2 separate regions of the Drosophila melanogaster genome follow, and region 1 is linked to region 2. The links are chromatin contacts, called in public targeted proximity ligation maps. All regions are on one chromosome and are shown on one strand. The core of a region is the stretch at or near the end of the contact, and the rest is flanking DNA. Distances in the headings are between cores, read along the strand shown. Region 1 holds the start of corn (cornetto). Region 2 holds the start of LanA (Laminin A).

Region 1 (3,953 bases), core at 1,155-3,654, 940 kb before region 2:
TTTATATGCATTTATTTGTACGAAGCAATGAAATGGTTTATTACATTTAACATCGAATTTTACGAATTTATTAAGAACAACAGAAAAGTTGCGACTGCAAGGAGCAAACTCACAGCAAAGTCTACAAATCAAAAGATGAAATTAACTTAATAGATCACAATCAAAACGAGAACAAACCGAGTAATTATACGAGAGGGAGAAACAATTTTTATGTTTAACATATAATTAGCACAACAACTACAAAATAAAAACTATTAATGTAAAAACAAACGGCATTTAAAAAATATAAGAAATATTTAAAAATAACAAACGATTGTTTATTTGTTAATCGGCTGATGGAGGTAAGATAAAAACTTCTTTTTACAGTTCCAAAACTTTGAACTTTATTTTCTCAGAAAAATGGTTCAAATATTTCACAACTTTGGTAAATATGAATGCTAAATTAAATCAGCATTTCATCAACGAATGTAACTTATTATCTTGAATACCTGAACAGTATGTATTATTTGCACCCAAAATAAAGATAAGCCCACCCTCCATTAAAAAGAATTCATTTGAATATTTTTTTCATATTTTATATATTTTATTATTTTTTTTTTTTTGGTTTTTTTATGCGCACTTAATATATAAAATGAATATTGAATAATACTGAATGAAGCCAGATACTCACACTGAAATCCGAACGGGCAGAGCCAGGGGTAGTGCTCGAGATCGTCGGGAATCGGTGTAGGACCTGGAACGAGAACGCCCATGAGAACGACCACGCGAGTGACCACGGGAGCGACCGCGAGACCGGGAACGATCCCGCTTGCGGTCATCTCGCGTGTGTCTTCTCCGCGGCATGTGCCCCTCCTTCTCCGCCAGGATCAGCTCGCAGTCACTGTGGTCGGAACTGGAACTGGAAGATGAGCTAGTGTGATGACTATGACTATGATGTTTGCGTCCTCTGTGTCGTCGTTTACCTCCATCGGAGCTGCGGTGCTTGGACTTGGTCTCCTTGATGGAGAGTTGAGATTCCTGCTGCTGCTGCTTCTGGATCTGTTTCATCACATCGTTCAGCATTTTCTGGGCCATGTTGGCCTTTCGAATGAGACGCTCCATCGACGGCAAGGCCATGTCCTCGACTTCCACGGGCGTGGCATTTGGCAATTGGCCGCGGCATCCTTGACATGCATCCGGCCCTGCATTTGCCGCAGTTTGCTCACGTGCCACGTTATCGGATTGCGACATTTTTGCACTAGTTTACAACTGACCCGATAAGAAATTCACTCAACACTTTAATTACTGATTAACTACTGTTTCTCTGAACTGGATATAACTGCTGCGGAATCTGTTGCTTATGTTTCGACTGCTTCACTTGAACACTTGAATTTGACTGGCTTCTGCGGCATTCGGTCGATGAGCTTTTATAGGCAACTTTGGCGCCAAGCTAATCGCGACTTTCGGACTGTAAACATTTGCCTTTCTTTATCAGTCACATACTCATACAAACCACACGATAAATGTGACGTCATCTGAGCTATTTTTAACCAAATCGCATTCATGGGTTTTTGGGAAATTACTTCCATTGATCACGTGTTTTTAATGTTACATAATTTCATTGCCGAACGTAACCTCAAACATATTTCATATTTTTGCGAAATTCTTCTTACTTTTGTATTTCTGCATATTATATGCATTATAAATATTCTGCGTATTTTTATAAGCATACCTTTTATTATTTTTTACGATTTTGTGAAATATGACATTATTTTGATATAATTTTAATTTTGAATTTCGTCCAAGTGTGTAATTTTAAAACAATTATTTTATCGTTTTAAATCATCGAAAATTTTAAGAATATAAAGTATTAAGAAATTTACACAATTTTTTGAAAATGTTTTGGGATCTTAATAATTGCATAAATCAGGTTTAGCACATTATTTTAGAAATACTAAACGGTTAAATATTTTACAGAACTGCTATTTAATTTTAAGGTATAAGACTACGTATAAGACATTACCGCTTGAGACTAGTATTTTTATTGTGGTATTTTCATGATTGCTTTTGAATTGTGCCCGCCAAAATATGCAGTCTTAACCACAAGCGGTTAAAATCATTCCTTACGTTTACTTATATTTAAAAATCGACAAAAGGTATAATAATTCAAAACTATTAAAAAATTTTAAATAAAACTAAACGAGTCTAAGTTTTCTTAATCAAAATAGCTGTTAATATGGATAAGATATATTTGGCGCATCCAATAGATACATTTAACCGCTGAAGAGAATTAACAGTGTGATACGCCAGACTGTTAACAGACTGTTAAAACGCGATTTCCCGGCTTTGGTATTTTTACATTACCATCATTTGGTTTCTCTGATATTTTAAAAATCTATATAAGCAGCTCGCAACGCATTCTCTCTGTAATTTTTCGGGAGAGCGCAGCAGCGCGCGCTGTTTTTTCGGTTACCATTAAAAAATATTATTAAAGAAACATCGTTATAACTTTAATGCCAACGGAGTTGCGGCAATTGAAACTGATTTTTTAAGCAAACGAACAATAAATTCGACGTGGAGTGTGCTTCTGCTCGCCTACATGAAGTAATAGCGATGTATATTATGATTTAGTAAATATAAATCGATTTAATTAATATTTAAACTTGTTGTTTTCCGCGAGTGGGCGCGTTTTGTTACCAAGCCGCTATACGATTTTCGTTTTTCCGACTTTCCTGCGCGCCGAACGGGTTTTTCAACGAAGCCTTGCTGTCTTTTTCCTCGTAAGCAGCAAAAACAAGGCTGAAAAACTAAATTAAAGCGACTCGCTTCAGCTGCAGATTAATCGATGTGCGGCTATAGACTTTTAATTCGCAGATTCATCATCGATTTTTCCTTTGGGCTCAGCTGCAGTGCGCTAGTGTACGTGTATGTGCGTGTGTGTGAGTTGGTCCTGACAATACAAATAAGCCGTTGTGTTAGGTAAACGGAACAACAAAAGGAAGTGAACCAGAGAGAGAAAGAGAGAGAGGAAACGGCAGGACGATACCGAGTCCTTGAGCGATCATTCATGCTCTTCTTCTTCTCCAGCTGCAGCTGTCACGAAATTTCGCGCGTGCACGTGTATGTGTGTGTGTGGGAGACAGGGAGAACGCCGAAGTTAGTAATTTCTCTCCACTTCTCAGTGTTTGTGCATTCAATTTGCACAAAATTGAAGCGACGCGCTAAATTCGCAAATTTCCGTCCGCGAATTGCCATCCATTATTTTGCACTCCCCCCCAAGAGAGCGAGAGCAATAATAGAATTATCAGGCAAAGCAAAAAAAAAAATCAAAACTCAAGCGAAAAGAGAATGCCCTGGGAGGCCGTAATACCAATACCGCGACCCTCTGACATTTCCATCGTCGCCCACCAAAGGAACAACAACTGAGCGACAAAGACAGCAACAATCCGACAAACAAACAAACAAAACAGCAAACGAGCGAATCAACGAACGAAACTCCAGCAGCAGCCTCAACCTCCTCAACCGCTGGCACAGTTTTCCTCCTTCAACTCCAGCTCCGTGGGTGAGTAGCTACAGTGGAACGCCACTAAGTAGAACATTCTGCGAGTTCTAAGTTAAATTGCAGAGAATATCGCTTTGAGCACAAACTGATTAGAAATTGCCTTCACTTGGTCTTAGAAAGTTTACTAATACCAACTGATACATCGTTTTTTTGTTTGTTAATGTCAGTTTTAAATTGAAATCGATTAACAAATCTTAATGTCCTTTTTATATTTTTTTATAATGGATGTGGGATATGGGGGAAAGGCAAATGGCTCTTACGTGTAAAATTTTATAGTTTTTCCATAGCATTTAAGTACAATTAATTTTCTTTACGAAGAAAATGAAAGTTTTGCTTATGTAACAAGCCAAATTTAAGCAAATATTTTGTTTTTTGTATCAGGATAAAAGTTAAGCTTACCCAATCTCCACTG
Region 2 (3,857 bases), core at 294-2,793:
TTACCAAAAAAAAATACAAAACGCGAAATCCGAATTGCCCCAACACTTTGGTCATGAATTTTGCACAATATTTAGCTGTGATTGTGATTTTCAATAGTTGCTGCTGCTAGCTAGTCTCTGTATTTGGCTCTTTTAATCGGTATAGCAATAAACTTCAAGATTTTGTCGATCGTGGGCTAAAATTGAGGTGCGCAATTTTCGATTCTTTGGTCAGGCCTGAGTGAGTTTTGTAGCAGTTATTTTGCTTTAACAACAATTACTTCAGTAAGCTATTACACTTCTGGGTAAACGAAAGGTGGCAATAGCTTAATGGAAAATCATTTAAATAAGTTTGATTTTAAATGCTACACGAATGGCTAAGCACATATAAATTAAATTACGTTAAAGGCTGCAATAAAAACTTAATAAAAATGTTCGGTGTCTAATAGCAGTACTTTTAAGCTATCGCTTGTGTTGTAATATCAATGCTTAATTCTTTCACAAGCTCTATCCATATTATCAATTTAAGAACCCTTAAAAGTAAGAAATTATCCCAGCTTAACGCTATGAATTTATCAAGCTGTGGCTGGAGTATTGTTGAGATTATTTCAAGCGTTCAAGCTTAAAGTAGTACATTTCAATAGAAGATAGAGTATACATTTTCTTAGTGCTAAAGTCAATCTTCATAAGCGGAAGGCGTTTCACCCATTCCACAACGTTCCCCGATGACAACGAACCGGTTTTCCGTTTTGTTTTGTTCCGATTCCGCCCGGCCGGCGAATGAGAAAAAAAACAAATAGCTGGAAAAGATTTTGTAAACATACGTTCAGAGCAAAACAAAATCGGATAAGCGGACATTCTCTCAGTTAAATTAAAGTGCCAAAGAGAAGAGCACCCGATCGACTGCCGATCGAGCGACTACGAACACCAAAACTTTTGGGGCCTCGGGAAAACTTCTCGCTGCAGTTTAATCAGTTGCTCACCAACTGCGAGACCAGTTAGATGTGCTGCGATGTAATGAGGAAAGAATATTTATCAAGGAACACACATGAAATTTGAATTTTTCGTCAAATTTTTTGGGCATTCTCAAAAGACAATTATCATTATAACTTATAAACACATTTCATGTGAGATGATAGTAAAAGCACCAAACTGCATTGAAATGATGTTACAATCTTGGTCTTAAGTAACTTTGGTTACAGGTGATAGAACTAAGTTAACAATCCTAGCAACTAACGTTCGTATTATCCTAGGTTATGATGAACCCAAGAAGAATGCTGATATAATGAACAAATTAAATACAATTACATATATTTTAAATGATTATATAACCTCATAAGTCAAATGGCGATAATCCGTATCTTTTATTCCGGCTTCAGAATTTTCTGAAATAAGACGGATAAGAGGATGTGAATACATTATAGGGTCGGAAAGACTATCGTTCTCTCAGCTGTATAGAATGCCGAAGACGAGAAAAGCCGAAGGCATACGAAAAGAGCCGATCGGACGACTATCAAAATCAAATTTTTCGGGGTCTCGAGGAAAACTTCTCGCTGCGGTGCCATCAGTTGCTCGAGAAGAGCCATCCAGTGCGGTTGGATGAGCTCCACCAAAGGAATACGAAAAGAACAGTGAAAAAAGTGAAATACAGCAGATAAGAAAGTGAAATACATACATAAGTGAACCGGGAAAGAAAGAGATAGAACCGGAAGTGGTCCGTGGAGAAAGGACTGTCGTTATCGCAGCGCGGGTGCTTGAACTCTCGGCACAATGGGGCACGGAGTGGCCTCCATTGGGGCTCTGCTAGTAATCCTGGCCATCTCCTATTGCCAGGCGGAGCTAACGCCACCATATTTCAATCTGGCCACGGGCAGGAAGATTTATGCCACAGCTACGTGTGGCCAGGATACGGATGGACCAGAGCTCTACTGCAAACTAGTGGGAGCCAATACGGAACACGATCATATCGACTATTCAGTTATCCAGGGACAGGTAACTATAATCGACATCCAGCAACGCCCAAAAATCTTTTCAGTATACACACATGATGAGATAATCTTTAACTTTACACTGAAAAAAAGTTAATGTTTAATTTCAAAATAAAGCTGAATCAGGAGAGATAACAAATTACAATCGATTATATTGGTTATCCAACTTAATTAAGAATTTCTTCAAACTATTATTTAGTTAAAAATCAAAACTTTATATTTCAAGTGTGCACTGCATTTAGACGTCCCCCACATGTGTTGAACATTCGAATTGGGCTCTAAAAATACTCTGGACTGAATTTGGATTCCATTTTCTTTTTCTAACATGTGTTTTCTGCGTTTTTGTAGGTCTGCGATTACTGCGATCCCACGGTGCCGGAGAGGAATCATCCGCCAGAGAACGCGATCGATGGCACCGAGGCCTGGTGGCAGAGTCCTCCGTTGTCCAGGGGCATGAAATTCAATGAAGTCAATTTGACCATCAACTTCGAACAGGTAAGCAGCAGAGAACATAAAAGATACCAAAGGTATCCGCCTAAGAAACGCATAGAGACGGGGAGACGGTGGATGGATGCAACTCGTTTTCGGGTTCGACCGATGGGATCGGATCGTAAAATTTGAAAACAATTTTAATGGGTTTTCATTTCGTCGACGTCGACACAGCAAAAACTGAACGAAAAAAATGTTGCTGAGCTCGAGTATTTGTTGTTGGCAAAGGGGAAGGCTTTGGAGTTGTGGGTTATCAGTATGTCAGCAGTCCCTACATACAATATACACAGAGATATGTACGAACATACATACACACACTTTTGAATGGGAGTTCTCGGTTTACAGGCTGCTTAGAAACCGACTCGGAGCATTGACTTTTTCGAGCGGTTCATTCGGAATGGTTTTTTTTAGCGATAAAGGCATTATGTTTCTTAAGGCACACCAGCATGCGACAAATATGAATTGAGAGCAGCCTGATAATGGGCCCGAGTCGCAAGAAACTACAGTCTTATCATCAGATTGTTTCTCAGTTTGTTCTATAAAAAGTTGTGCCTCGGACTCGCCTACGTTCTTATCTCACTTGCAACGGAAGCGAGTAATCCACGAGGTCGGGAATTTAATTTTGAGAATAATTGCGCTAAGATTTCAACAGCTCAGCATGATCTCATTCGTGTTAATTCCTTAGTTGCACTTTTCCTAATTCACAAAATGCAACTGAATATGAGACATTGGTTTATATATAGACTGCGAAACACCAGGAATGCTGGCAACTCGAATGCTAAATTTGTGAGATACATATTTGCAGAATTATGTACATCGACGTTTTTTTGCTTCAAAATCATGAACTTCCACATGGGTGAAACTAATGAAAACACAGAAAAGTAAACAAATCTCTGAAACCAAACATGTGCGCCTGTGTACAAAGATATTAACGCATGGCTGTATCTTTGTATATGTGTGGACCTTCGTATCTCTCAGTTCGCTTTCAATTGAAGCCAAATTAAAAAGCAAACATAACCCAAGACAATATAAATAAACGATGAAAAAGTGGCCGGTTCTACTGCAGAACATTTGGAGTTAATTTCCCCACAGTGATCTCATGTTGTCGTCTCACATTTGTCTGTGAGGCGATGTATGTACATATATAATCGTAATGTGTACGCTGGACTAATAAATTTCAATGAATTTGCTTGTTCAAAATGAATTTTGTGTCTTGGGGGAGACTTGAAAAAACTAAAGTGGGTAAAATTGTTGAAGACTCTTATATTGAAATTGAAATGAGTAAATCTTATCTTTAACATATTTGGGGTTACTCAATAACATTTTTAATTTAACAATGTGTGTAATATGTAATATATTTTCTGATCTCTACACTGTTCGCTTTTTCAGGAATTCCATGTG

Evidence for each region.
Region 1: a contact with region 2 is called in a targeted proximity ligation map of the Kc167 cell line, with 7 times the contacts expected there.

What each region holds. Positions count from the first base shown.
Region 1 is chr3L:7,155,524-7,159,476 of dm6, reverse strand. It overlaps corn (cornetto), which reads left to right and starts at 2,404. Exons shown (of 8, transcript NM_168193.3): 1 at 2,404-3,541. CG8620 reads right to left here and starts at 1,378. Exons shown (of 2, transcript NM_144196.2): 1 at 963-1,378; 2 at 603-898. The coding sequence starts at 1,230. The coding sequence ends at 867. It overlaps Dscam2 (Down syndrome cell adhesion molecule 2), which reads left to right. Exons shown (of 21, transcript NM_168196.4): 21 at 1-278.
Region 2 is chr3L:6,215,708-6,219,564 of dm6, reverse strand. LanA (Laminin A) reads left to right here and starts at 1,543. Exons shown (of 15, transcript NM_057269.3): 1 at 1,543-1,971; 2 at 2,316-2,462; 3 at 3,846-3,857. The coding sequence starts at 1,750.